2 separate regions of the Mus musculus genome follow, and region 1 is linked to region 2. The links are chromatin contacts, called in public HiCAR-type maps. All regions are on one chromosome and are shown on one strand. Each heading gives the region's core, a stretch centred on a gene start, on an enhancer-like site or on the middle of the called end of the contact. The rest is flanking DNA. Distances are from core to core; before and after follow the strand shown. Region 1 has its middle 63 kb from the start of Gm31869. Region 2 has its middle 18 kb from the start of Tnfsf4.

Region 1 (5,255 bases), core at 1,647-4,146, 330 kb before region 2:
CATATGCAATAAATCAGTCCAATTGGATAGTAACAATGTCTATAGGATTTGATGGCCAAAGAGTTTTATGGATGGTTTGATGGTTCCCTTTGGTAGGAGAAGCCCCTAAAGTGGACTCTTTTTCCTTTTGTTGTCATGAAGCTAATGAAACTAAAGCTGAACAGTGAGTATCAACAGTGCACAAAGTATCAACAGTGCCAAAGGATAGAGAAGAGGGAAAGCATTGGCAAAGCAGGGTGTTGGCTCCAAGTTGTTACGGACTCTCAGGAACAGCGAGAGAATAACAAGGGAGTGGCCAGCGTGAATAGGGGCAGAACTTGGCAGACCTTTTCTTGAAGTATGTTGAGATCTTCCAGGAACTCAAGTGTTACCACCCCTTTTATGGTCTGCTGTTTCCTGTCTTGAGTGGTTTTTCTTTTCTTTTTTTTTCTTTCTTGGAGAAGAAGAGAAACCAGATGAGAAGATGAGACCTAGTCAATTTGACCATATTATGGCTCCAAAAAATTCAAATTATTAAGTTACCAACATGTCTAAATTAAAAAAAAAAAAACCTGTGTAATAATCTGGTCTCTAAAGGTTTAGAGAGTCAAGGAGACACAAAGTATGAAAGTAGAGATGCTAAAAAATTTAATCTCATTTCAGTTGCCCATTGAACATCTTCATGCTAAATCAAGAATCAGTGTTGTCAATATAATGTGTCTTTGAATCCTTTAAAATAACTTAGGTAACATATTATCATAAGCTATACATCAGATAATTCTCTCTCTCTCTCTCTCTCTCTCTCTCTCTCTCTCTCTCTCTCTCACACACACACACACACACACACACACACACACGTTTTTAAGTAGTCTCACTATATGGCATTGGCTGGCTTAAAATTTACTATGTAGACTACGCTGGCCTCAAACTTGTGGTATTTCTGCCTTTGAACCTATATTTTCTTAGAATATCCCCAGTAGTGGAAGATAGCCACGCAACACTTTATTTTTGGTTCTTCTGCTTAGGTTTTTAAAACAGGGAAGCTCTTGACTCTTAGGAGAAAGCAGCCTACACCCAAAGTGACACCAAAGTCACATTGCCTTTCAGGAGAAGTCTATCGAGGAAACAGTCCACTTGTGGCTGAACCATGTGTGGTTATAGAATCTTCAATAACCAAAGGCCACTCAGACCAAAAGTTTAATGCAGGATTCTGAATTTACAAGCAAAATATTTGATATGGTCTCATCCACTGGGGATGAAGGAGGTTGCCCAGGAAAGATATGCCATGCTTTTAATACTTTAGAATGCCACATGAGGAAGGGAGTGACAGCAAAGGGGATTAACTGGAAGTAGGCAGACCCACTGGATTGGCCATGGCAGTTTAGGATTAAGAGTAGGCAGAAAGGGAAATAACTGCGTGAGAGACACAGAGAAAGGAAAGTCTCTGTGTGAAGAATGAAGTGGCTGGGTGGAATGTAAATTTGGGGATGTTCTAAGGGACATGTGCCTAGGTGGTGACCGAGGTGAGCGGAGGTCCTGTGGCACAGACACAGACTCAGGAGGGTCCAAAAGCGGGAGGCACAGAGCCATGGCAGTGAGGTGGACTGAAGAGAATCAACAAGAGGCAAGTGGGGATTCCCAAAAGCGTGAGGCATGGTGACGGCACAGTCAAGGAGACAGATGGCCCCATCTGCCCTTGGAGAGATGGCTATGTGTGGAGGTTCTGGATTCTTCTAAGACTCTTTCTCAGCCTGGATGGTTTCATTTCAGGGTAATGCCAATTGCTGAGGGTACAGAACTCAAACCTCCGTATGACTGCATTGCACTGGCTCTGCAGTCAAAGTCACTGAGAGTCAATCTTGTAATAGAACAGTTACTTGAGGTCCTTGTTATAAAGGGTCTTGATTCCTTGCATCATAAACAGAGCAATTATAAAACAAAAAACAAACACAAAACCAAAAACAAACAAAAAACCCAGATCACCAGCTAGCCTCAAATCCCTCTAGCTGTGTTCTCCTTGAGGATTTTTATAAACCTAGATGGAGGTAAGGACTATACTCAGCTTGTTTCTAGGTGTCCCATGGAGTGAATGGAGACAAGAAACTGAAAACAGAGAATGGGAGTTTCTGGGGCATCATGTGTTGAGCTAAATGATTGAGCAGGGAGCCAATGAGCACAAGAAAGGAGGGAAAGGACAGAAATGTACATCACTTCTGAGTCACTAAACTGAGAACCCAAAATGAGAGGATTAGCAGGTCATGTGTATGGAAAATAAAGACTGGTCAGACTCAGACTAGGTCAAAAATGAACACTAGTTGTTAGGGACAAAATAAGTGAGAGTCTGGTAATACAGCTTCTAGCTGCTTGGGAGCCACAGTTTTGCTTTCTTCTGTGCAGAAGCCTTGCGATTCACAAAGGCAAAATGAGAGCAACAAAGAACAGAAGAAAACACCCAAACCACGCAATATGTGCTGTTTTGAATAATTAAGACTAGGCAACCTTCAAATGGTGAGATGACCCTGAGTAACCTTAGTCTACGAAACTCTGTTTTTTCTTCTATAAACATGAAACAGCCAGGTCAAATGATCTCTGGCATGTAACAGTTCTGAGTCTAGAAAGCCTTTGTTCTTTTCTAATTCAAGTCCTAGCTATTCTCTCCTAATTCTCAAACTTCTTTTTAGAGCCCCAGATTCTACTAAATAGCTCTTCTATTTAAGTCAGGCTAGCCCTATGTGTTTTGCTTCCTCTCTAACACTCTGAATTGAAGTCTCTGCAGCTCTTTGGGGGAGGAATTGTGCATGTATCTTTCTGGAAATCACAAGTGACCTAGTTTCTCTAGAATGAAACGTGACCACATTGTTTATAGTTTGTTTGTTTGTTACCAGGCAATGGAGGGGAAGACTCCTAGGATGCTGTCAGATGTCCTTTGTACCTTTAGTATAGCTGCAGAGGGAAGAGTGTAAACACTGATCTGGAGAGCAGAGGAGGCTATAAGGAAATAAACAGTAAAGACAGAGAAGCAAGATGGCAGCGGTGGAAAGGGGACGGAGGAGGCCTTGGTGGTGCAGAGGAGAATCAGAGAGCCTGCTCTCTGCCTATGAAGAGTAGAAGGCAATAGTAGCATCCAGCTGGATTGTGTCCAGGCCCAGCAACAGCAGACCACACAGCACTTGACTCCTTCCAAATGGTGAGCTTCACAAATGTATGTTTCTATAATCTGGATATTGTAAACCCAACAGATAGATGCCATAAGCATTGCCTGGCAGAAGCTGCCTTAATGTAAGATCTACTAGCCCTTGGGGGGGGGGTGTCTCACTCACCTGATGGTAATGTGCTCTTATCTGCAAGCTAAGCTGAGATTTAGACAAGGTTTTGAAGGGTACATTTTTTTTTCCCCTTAAGGGTTGACTTGGACTCTGTAAACTGTTTTCTTCTTGTTTCTTCATTCATTGCCACACATTTAATTTCTGTCACAAGATGCCTCTTTTCTGGAAGCCCTGTGTGGATAGAGGACAAATCCAGATTGAAACTTCAGTATTACTGATGCCATGATGTCCCTCAGTGGCCATCTTATAATGGTTAATCCTTACTTCTCTGCAGTAGACACACACACACACACACACACACACACACACACACACACTATGCATGAGGGAGAGAGGGGGTGGAGAGAGGGAGAGAGAGACAGAGATAGAGAGACAGAGACAGACAGAGAGAGACAGAGAGACAGAGACAGAGACAGAGACAGACTTCATAATATAGAAGGATCTTACAGATTTGTTATACTATTTCCCCTGATTCCTTCATTTCCTTTTTGTAAGATGAAAAAATAGTGACTCTGGGAAATCAGAAGGATGCATTTGACCTTAACTGACCACTCCTGAGGAACATGCGCACCTGCCAGCTTTCAACATGTAACAAAACCCTTCAGTGTTATGTGTGTCGGTATGCTAACTGAAGCATGGTCTTCTCAGAGGCCCCCTCCCGTTGGGATGTCTTTAGGCTGTGATTGCTTTGTAGAAGGGACTGAGGACTGACTATAATCTTCGAGGCGAGAAATCAGATAAGATGAGACGCCATTGTAGCCTTTAAAAGACAGAAATAATCCAATGAGGAGAACATAAACTTTACTTCAGGTTGGAGTTATCAATATTTTGTGGTGTTTCTATCTCTTTATTACTACCCCTAATAAATCATTAAGATTCAATGATGTTGCCTATCGTTAACAATGGCCAGGAAAAAGTTTTTCATCTGTAAATAATTCTTAAAAATGGAATATTTGGGGGGAATGATTCTTAGTGCTGGCCTCTTTGACGGTCACTGCTGAGGTCATGTGTACCCATCAGAATGAAAATGATGGATTCCAGATGAATTCAATTCTGTCTCAGGCTCATAAGATTGTCCAGGGTTTATGTTGAGTAAGAACTTTTTCATTTAAGAATTAGTACAGGTACCTCCATGATTGATGTATAGATACTAGGTGCTATCACTAAAATTTCAAAAGTGGTTGCTTCCATTTTACTCAAAATTGGGACTATAATTCTTATTGTTGTGAAGATGATACAAAAATATCCTAGCCAGCAGGCTGCAACTCAATTAAGCAGTTATAAAACCCGAAGTGCAGTTCCATGCCCACTTCTCTTGTGCTGTTTAAGCAGAAGTTAGGAGTGTTTCATGGTAAAGTACTTTAAGTATATATGAAACCCAAGGTTATTAATGACTTCTTAATGTCTGATTACTTTCTTCGCTACCATTTTCTAATTAATTATGGGAGAGAAATGCTGTCTGTCTACCTTAGTGGTTTTCAACTTTCCTAATGTTGTAGCCCTTTAATACAATGTTGCTACTTTATAACTGTAGTTTTGCCACTGGTACGAATTGTAATGTAAATATCTGATATGGAACCCTAAAGAGGTTATGACCCACAAGTTGAGAACTACTGGTCTACCTGATAGACCTCTTCTTTTCTTTTGATGCTTCCTGTGAAAGCTGACATTTATTTTGTATCTTGGGGACACTAATGCTGTAGTCTTCCTGCATGTCTCAGTGACACTGGCCTTATTCTTCATCAAAGCAAGGATGAGCTATCAGAAAAGTATTTATGAGGAGCCAAGAGGACAAGTCTTCAGTTATGTTCCTCATAGGTTCCCAGAGGGTCTAGGGAGAGTATGGTTCAGTTGAACACACTTAGTTACATATGTGTTGATCCATTCTTCCTTGACTTTTCTTATCTGTTTTCCAAATTTTCTCATAGGACTGAGAAAGCTTCCCAAATA
Region 2 (6,068 bases), core at 2,662-5,161:
GAGATGTAATTTGCAAGCCCAGAGCTCAGTTGTACGCACCTCCTCATTTAAGCACACCACACTTTCCAAGAACTGCTCTCTTTTCCTAATTACGTAGGCGAGAAAAACAAAAGCCAAGAGTGTGTGTAATTTGGCTGGGGTTACTGGCACACTCCACTTAAGCGACATTCAGTGATTTGGATCACTGAATTCTAATCCCAGACACTGTATTGGCTGTATGGCCTTTCCCCCTATTTTGTCTGAGCCCTAATTTCTCCCTTTTTGAAATTGAATATGTCGTTGTTGCTGCTGCTGTTGTTCAGGATTTGTATGAAAGTTAAGTGGAACTACTACCTAGGCAGCATGCAAAAGAGAGGAAGGATATAATAAATGCTCAAGAGAAGTTTGTGAATATTCAGCAGCTGTGGTTACTTGCACAAGATGAAGTCTGTCAACTTTCCATTGTGAATAGGGGAGGGGCTCCCGAGCCACCCACCGCAGGCTCCCTGGGGTGCTGTTGGCACTTAATGATTGCTGGGGAAGGGGAGATGTTTGCTTCGGTAGCAGAACTATTGTTATGCAGTCTCCACTCTTTTAAATAAGCCCAGGCCAAGTTTACTCAAACAATTCTAATTAAACTCAATGGTCACAATGACAAGAAAAACAAAAGACATGAAAATAGGAGAGCAATCTAGGGAGAAGAAGGGACATGGCAGGAGAAGGAAGGATATGAGAAAGGAAAATGGAAGGAAGGTGAAAATAACATACACACATACATAAATACATACATACATACATACATACATGCATGCATACAAACACACACACACATACATACAAAACTGTCAACAAGTTTGAAGGTATTAGCATCCCAGCAGTTCATGCCCAAAGTTAAGATTATAACAACATTATTATTCTATAATCACTCTAAACAAAACCTAGATGTGTTTTCTCCATCCAGTCGGCCTTAGCCTTTGGTCCTCTTCTCCTTTCTCATTGTTATGACTGAAGATCAATATGAGAGTCTGAGTACCTGTGATGAGCGTTCTCTCCGGGTAGGTACTGATTGAAACCTGAAATAAAGTCTGACTAAGCAAAGGAGCCATAAAAAGCAAACGACAAGATAGGAAAACTCCACCACATAGGTCTGCAATGACAAACAAGGAAAAGTCCCAACTGTAATCAGAAGTTAGTTGCATCAGTGAAAAAAGCCACATGCACTACAGCCATCACTCATCATGGCCTGTCATAAGAATCTTGAAACTGGAAATCCAAAAAGAAAAAGGAAAACTTTCCCTGAGCCCACACAAGTACAGCAACCTCCTTCATCATACCACAGTGCATTCTAACATTCAGAAGCCACATACACTAGTTCTTCTTCTCCATTGCTCTTTGGCAAGAGCAGTTAAGGACAGTGAGCCCTCAACACAGTTAATCATCAAAGCCAATGACTTTTAAAGTTCAGATTAGAGTATAATGATTAAAAAGGACATGGAAAGCAAAAGCCTGACCTGGCAGAGTTCAAAGCTAGCCTTATTTACATAGTGAGTTGAGGGCCAGCCTGAGCTGCATGAGACACTGTCATCAAAATGAAAGAACAGCAAACAGCTGACGTAGGAAAGTATCAGAAATAGTGGGGTAAAGGCAAGACTATGTAGATACACGCATGTGCTGAGCTGTCATGCTGTGTTTTGGAAATTTAAGACCTTTCCCACAGCAGATATCATGCTAGTCTCGGCAAGGTTCCATCAGATGATGTCTCTGGTCCCCTCAGTCTATGAGGGACACTAACACAATAGGACTGCCTTTGAATCTTGGCTGGCTGTAGCTTTTCAGCCATAATGGAAGAATCGTTGGAGGAACTGGGTAAAAAAAACTTAACCTTCTAAAAATGTCTCATGAGTGAATGTGGTAAAGAGTATGATGACTCCCCACACCCGCCCTCTGTTTTGTGTACAACGGAAAAGCTATGTGAAAAAGCTATGTGCAGACACTTGCAAACCAAGAGTTTCCCAGGAGCACTTTGGTCTTGTTCCTCTTTCCTCGAGATCCAGAAGAAAATTACTTTCTGAGAGAGAGAGAGAGAGAGAGAGAGAGAGAGAGAGAGAGAGAGAACAAGTTCACTTTCTCCCTAACCTCTCAGAGTTGCAAGAGGTGACAGTAACATGACACCTATGAGTACCTGATATATGGCTTTTAATAAGCAGACTTGTCATACATCCAGAGTTTCAGTCTCACTGGAGCAGGGTTTCCTTTTTAATGGGAATAAACCTTTAAAAAGAAAAAAGAAAAGAAAAACAAAAATAAACACACACACACACAAAAAAAAAAACAACAATGGAAAGGTACTCATCAGTTAAGAGTGTTGTCTGTGTCACCAGAGGATCTTAGTCCTTGCACCCACACGGCTGCTCTCACAATTGTCCATAACTACAGCTTCCAGAATGTGATTCACTCTTCTGGCCTCTTCGGGCACTGCATCCATGTCATACACACGTGTGCTGGCTAGTCTACTATCAAGTTGACACATGTAGAGTTACTGGAGAGGAGGAAATTTCAATTGAGAAAATTCCTCCATAAGATCAGGCTGTAGGCAAACCTGTAGTATATTTTCTTAATTGGTGATTAATGTGCAAGGGCCCAGACCATTAAGGGTGGTGCTATTCCTGTTCTGATGGTCCTGGGTCCTATAAGAAAGCAGGCTGAACAAGCCACGAAGAGCAAGCCAGTAAGCAACATCCCTCCATGGTCTCTGCATCAGCTCCTGCCTGTAGCTTCCAACCCTGCTTGAGTTCTTACCTTGGATTTCATCAGTTGACTGTGATTTAAGATATGTAAGTCAAATAAACTCTCTATATTGGTCATGATGTTTTAACACATCAGTAGAAACACTAAGGCAACACACATGCAGGCAAACACCCATACACTCAAAATAATAAAATAAAAATTTTTAAAAAATCTCAGTGAGAACTTGGTTACAATTCATCCCGTTTCTATTGCTTACTATCAATCTAGAAAAATACATTGAGCATTTGTGTGGAAGAAAAATCTAAAGAAAATGATAAAAGTTATTTTATGAGAGGGGAGTATGTAAAGGTGAATTCAGAAATTCATTTGGAAAGACGGTAATGGAGAGGGTTGGCTAAGAGAAACCAACCGTAGCATAATTCAAGTGTGAGGCTCAGGATCATGTCTCATTGTGGTTTCCTCTTTTATATATATACTTTTTCTTCTCTTTGCAAAAATCTCCTAAAGATGTAAACAACCAGGGAAACCCCATGTATTGGCAGGAAACAGAAAAGGAGAGGGGAACTCTACTGTAAGTGCATCTTGCCTCAGCAAGGGTCCAGGGAAAAGATGCGCCGCCTCCTGGGGGATGGGGAGGAAATTGTGGGAGCCAGCACAAAAAAGCAGACCAGCTGATCCCATAACGCCTCAGCAGAGGAAGAGGACATGAAAGAGGGGCTTGCCTGAGGGGGATGCCCATCAACTTAGCAGAGACTGCAAGGATATGACCTAGCCCAAACCCCAGGGTGATTTCCTCTGAACTGAAAATCAGGAAGGACATGATAGAGACGAAAATTAAATTCAGAAGCCTCTAAAGCTAAAGACATCATCATGTTTTAGGACTTTATCTTATTGTTTTCTTTATTGGGTGTGGGCACCATGGGAGGGTGTGGACCTGTGAGTACTGTTGAAGGGCAGAGATGTCCATTCACCTGGAGCTGAAGCTACAGGCAGTCATGAATCAACTAATATGGGTACTGGAAATCAAATGCAGTTCCTCTGGGAGAGCAGAAGGCTGAACTACTGATTCATCTCTACAATCCCCCACTGCATCTTTTTAAAACTCTTGCTACCACCCTGGTCCCAACACTCATCCACTCATGGGTAGATCTTAGTGGTGAGAGCTATTCTTATTGAGTTCCTTGAAACCCCCACTGAATACTTTGCATATAGAAGCTCACTGAGTCATCAGGAGCATCAAAACAATGAGGACACAGGTTCACAAAAGCTAGATGACATCTTTAGAGTCACACGGAGACTTGTGTGGCCAAAAGTCAAACTCTGGTTCTCCCTAGCTACAAAGCTTCTGTTGTCCCACACAGGTGGCAATGGAGAGTCCTGAGACTGAGTGCATGGTGTGCTTACTGTATGGTACAGCAGCAGGTAGAGACAGAGTCTGACCAGAAGACAGCTTCCCCACCCAAACCTTGGCTCTAGCCAGGCCTGTCTCCACCACCAACTAAGCTCCCTGTCCACCAGATTCTTTGGCACCTTTTTGCAATTAAGTGACTCATTCCTCCCACCATCCCCTGCTCCTCTCTTCCTGTCTATATCTTAGCCCTCCTGTCTGCCACTGGGCTTTAATAGAACCACTCTGTTTTCTCTCTGTTCTCACCGTGACGTTTCTTTGCATAGGAACAGTGAGCAACTTTCTGAACAGTGGTTTTGGGTTTTTTTTGTTTTTTGGGTTTTTTTTTTTTCTATCTTTCTTATCCATAGCAACTGGGAAGTGAAGGACCTGTGGTGAAAGGTTAGCTAAATGCCAGTGGTTATATTGATATAGAGGTCTCCTCCCTCCAGCTTCACACTGAAAGAGGAATCTGCAATAAGAAACAGAAGTCGCTGTTTCAGGTGCAAACACATGTCCTTTTCTTACTCTTTTTGACATCTAAATGCCACTTTTTTTTCATAAGTTAGTAGTGGAGTGAGAACTTCATTGAAAATAGAAAAAAAAAATTATAAATCACTCCCTGAATCTCCGTAGAAAGCTTCTACTTGGCAAAGAAAGTAATCCACCAAATTGTGGTTATCAGCTGTGCCCTCCCCTAAGTTAGTCTATGTTGTATGGAACTGGCCTTTAGGCTGTGCCTTGCCCCCAATGACGTCATTTTACAAAGCGGACCTCATACTTTCAGAAGGGTAAGTCCACAGTCAGCTGGTCCAGGTGCATTTAGGACTGCAGCAAAGCAGAAGCATCATGACAGAAGCTATGACAGAGAAGGGCTTGTCCCCTCCTGTCACCAAGCAGCCAGAAAAGAAGGGTCCAGGGACAAATACCTTTTGTTGTTGTTTCCTCCTTTGCCCAGGGCTTAGCTGTCAGTCCCACTCCTGACTTGCCCATCCCTCCCAGCTTAGCTCAGTCAATGGGCAGCTACTGCCTTTCCAGGGAGCTCTGATTGCCCCAGCCCCTCCCTGCTAGCTTCGCCAAGCTGCCAGTATTGCCTTGGGGCTTCTCTCTATCTCTGCCCATCTTTGCTCCATGGAAGAAAAACACCAACAGCTCTATTATCTTAGAACTTGCCAGATAACACAGTTGTTGGGCACAGAATCTTCTGCCCTAACCTTATCAGCTAGTCTATATCAGCCATCCTCTGGTGGCAGAGGCCACAGGCTCTAACTACCCCAAGACTTTACATGGTTGTTGCATGCTTCTCATTCCAAAGCCTGGATGAGAAACCTTTTCTCCTTCCGCGAGTCTTTTCTTCCTCCTGGGACCCAGAAGTCCCACCATTACCCTTCATCCAGCAATTGGCTTCCACCTTCTTTATTGACCAAATCCAAAACCAATTAGGGAATCAGCACCTCCCCCTACACACTGTCATGGACACATCCTTAGCAGGTTAGGTGTACGGCATACATTTTGACTCACAGTGTTTCCTGTTTGTGATGGGCTTACTGGATGGAATGCAGTTTTGTCTTAGGTAGAGGAGCAACTATGAGAAATTATATCTAAAATCAATTCCATTTCTAATAAAACTATAACATATTTTAAAGCAACGCATCATGTGCTTGGCTTTTGTGATGCACCAGGACCCATAACTTTTTCATGCTCACCTTGGCAAATAAAAAGTCCATTTGACAAAACATAACTTAGTGACTACAGTTTTTAAATTAGATTTTATTTTACTTATTCTGTGTCCGTGGGGAAGGGTGCATGTGAACCCCTGCACCATATGGAAGCCAGATGACAACTAGTGAGTCAATGCTCTCCTTCTGTTGAGTGGGTCCCAGAGAATAAATTCAGGTCAGCAGGCTAGGCAGCAGGTGTCTACCTACTGAGCCATCTAGCTGCTAGCTCCAAG

Evidence for each region. HiCAR-type assays count read pairs that join an accessible place to other places.
Region 1: a contact with region 2 is called in a HiCAR-type map of Th17 cells, with 13 times the contacts expected there. The contact joins two enhancer-like sites. A contact is called at or near these places in 3 of 39 promoter capture datasets (3T3-L1-derived adipocytes, the HPC-7 cell line and frontonasal cranial neural crest), 3 of 484 Hi-C or Micro-C datasets (bone marrow-derived macrophages, embryonic stem cells and nephron progenitors), 2 of 115 datasets of contacts at active chromatin or transcription factors (Th17 cells and a beta-TC-6 cell line) and 1 of 9 other capture datasets (embryonic stem cells).

Annotation. Positions count from the first base shown.
Region 1 is chr1:161,702,327-161,707,581 of GRCm38.p6, reverse strand. No RefSeq gene overlaps it. Among named protein-coding and RNA genes, the nearest start is that of Gm31869, 63 kb to the left of the region's middle. Within about 2 kb of position 2,896, at least 29 of the 459 cell types and tissues checked have an H3K27ac peak or open chromatin away from gene starts, as enhancers often do. A contact at or near this core is called in Th17 cells, where this site is marked.
Region 2 is chr1:161,374,279-161,380,346 of GRCm38.p6, reverse strand. No RefSeq gene overlaps it. Among named protein-coding and RNA genes, the nearest start is that of Tnfsf4, 18 kb to the left of the region's middle. Within about 2 kb of position 3,911, at least 17 of the 459 cell types and tissues checked have an H3K27ac peak or open chromatin away from gene starts, as enhancers often do. A contact at or near this core is called in Th17 cells, where this site is marked.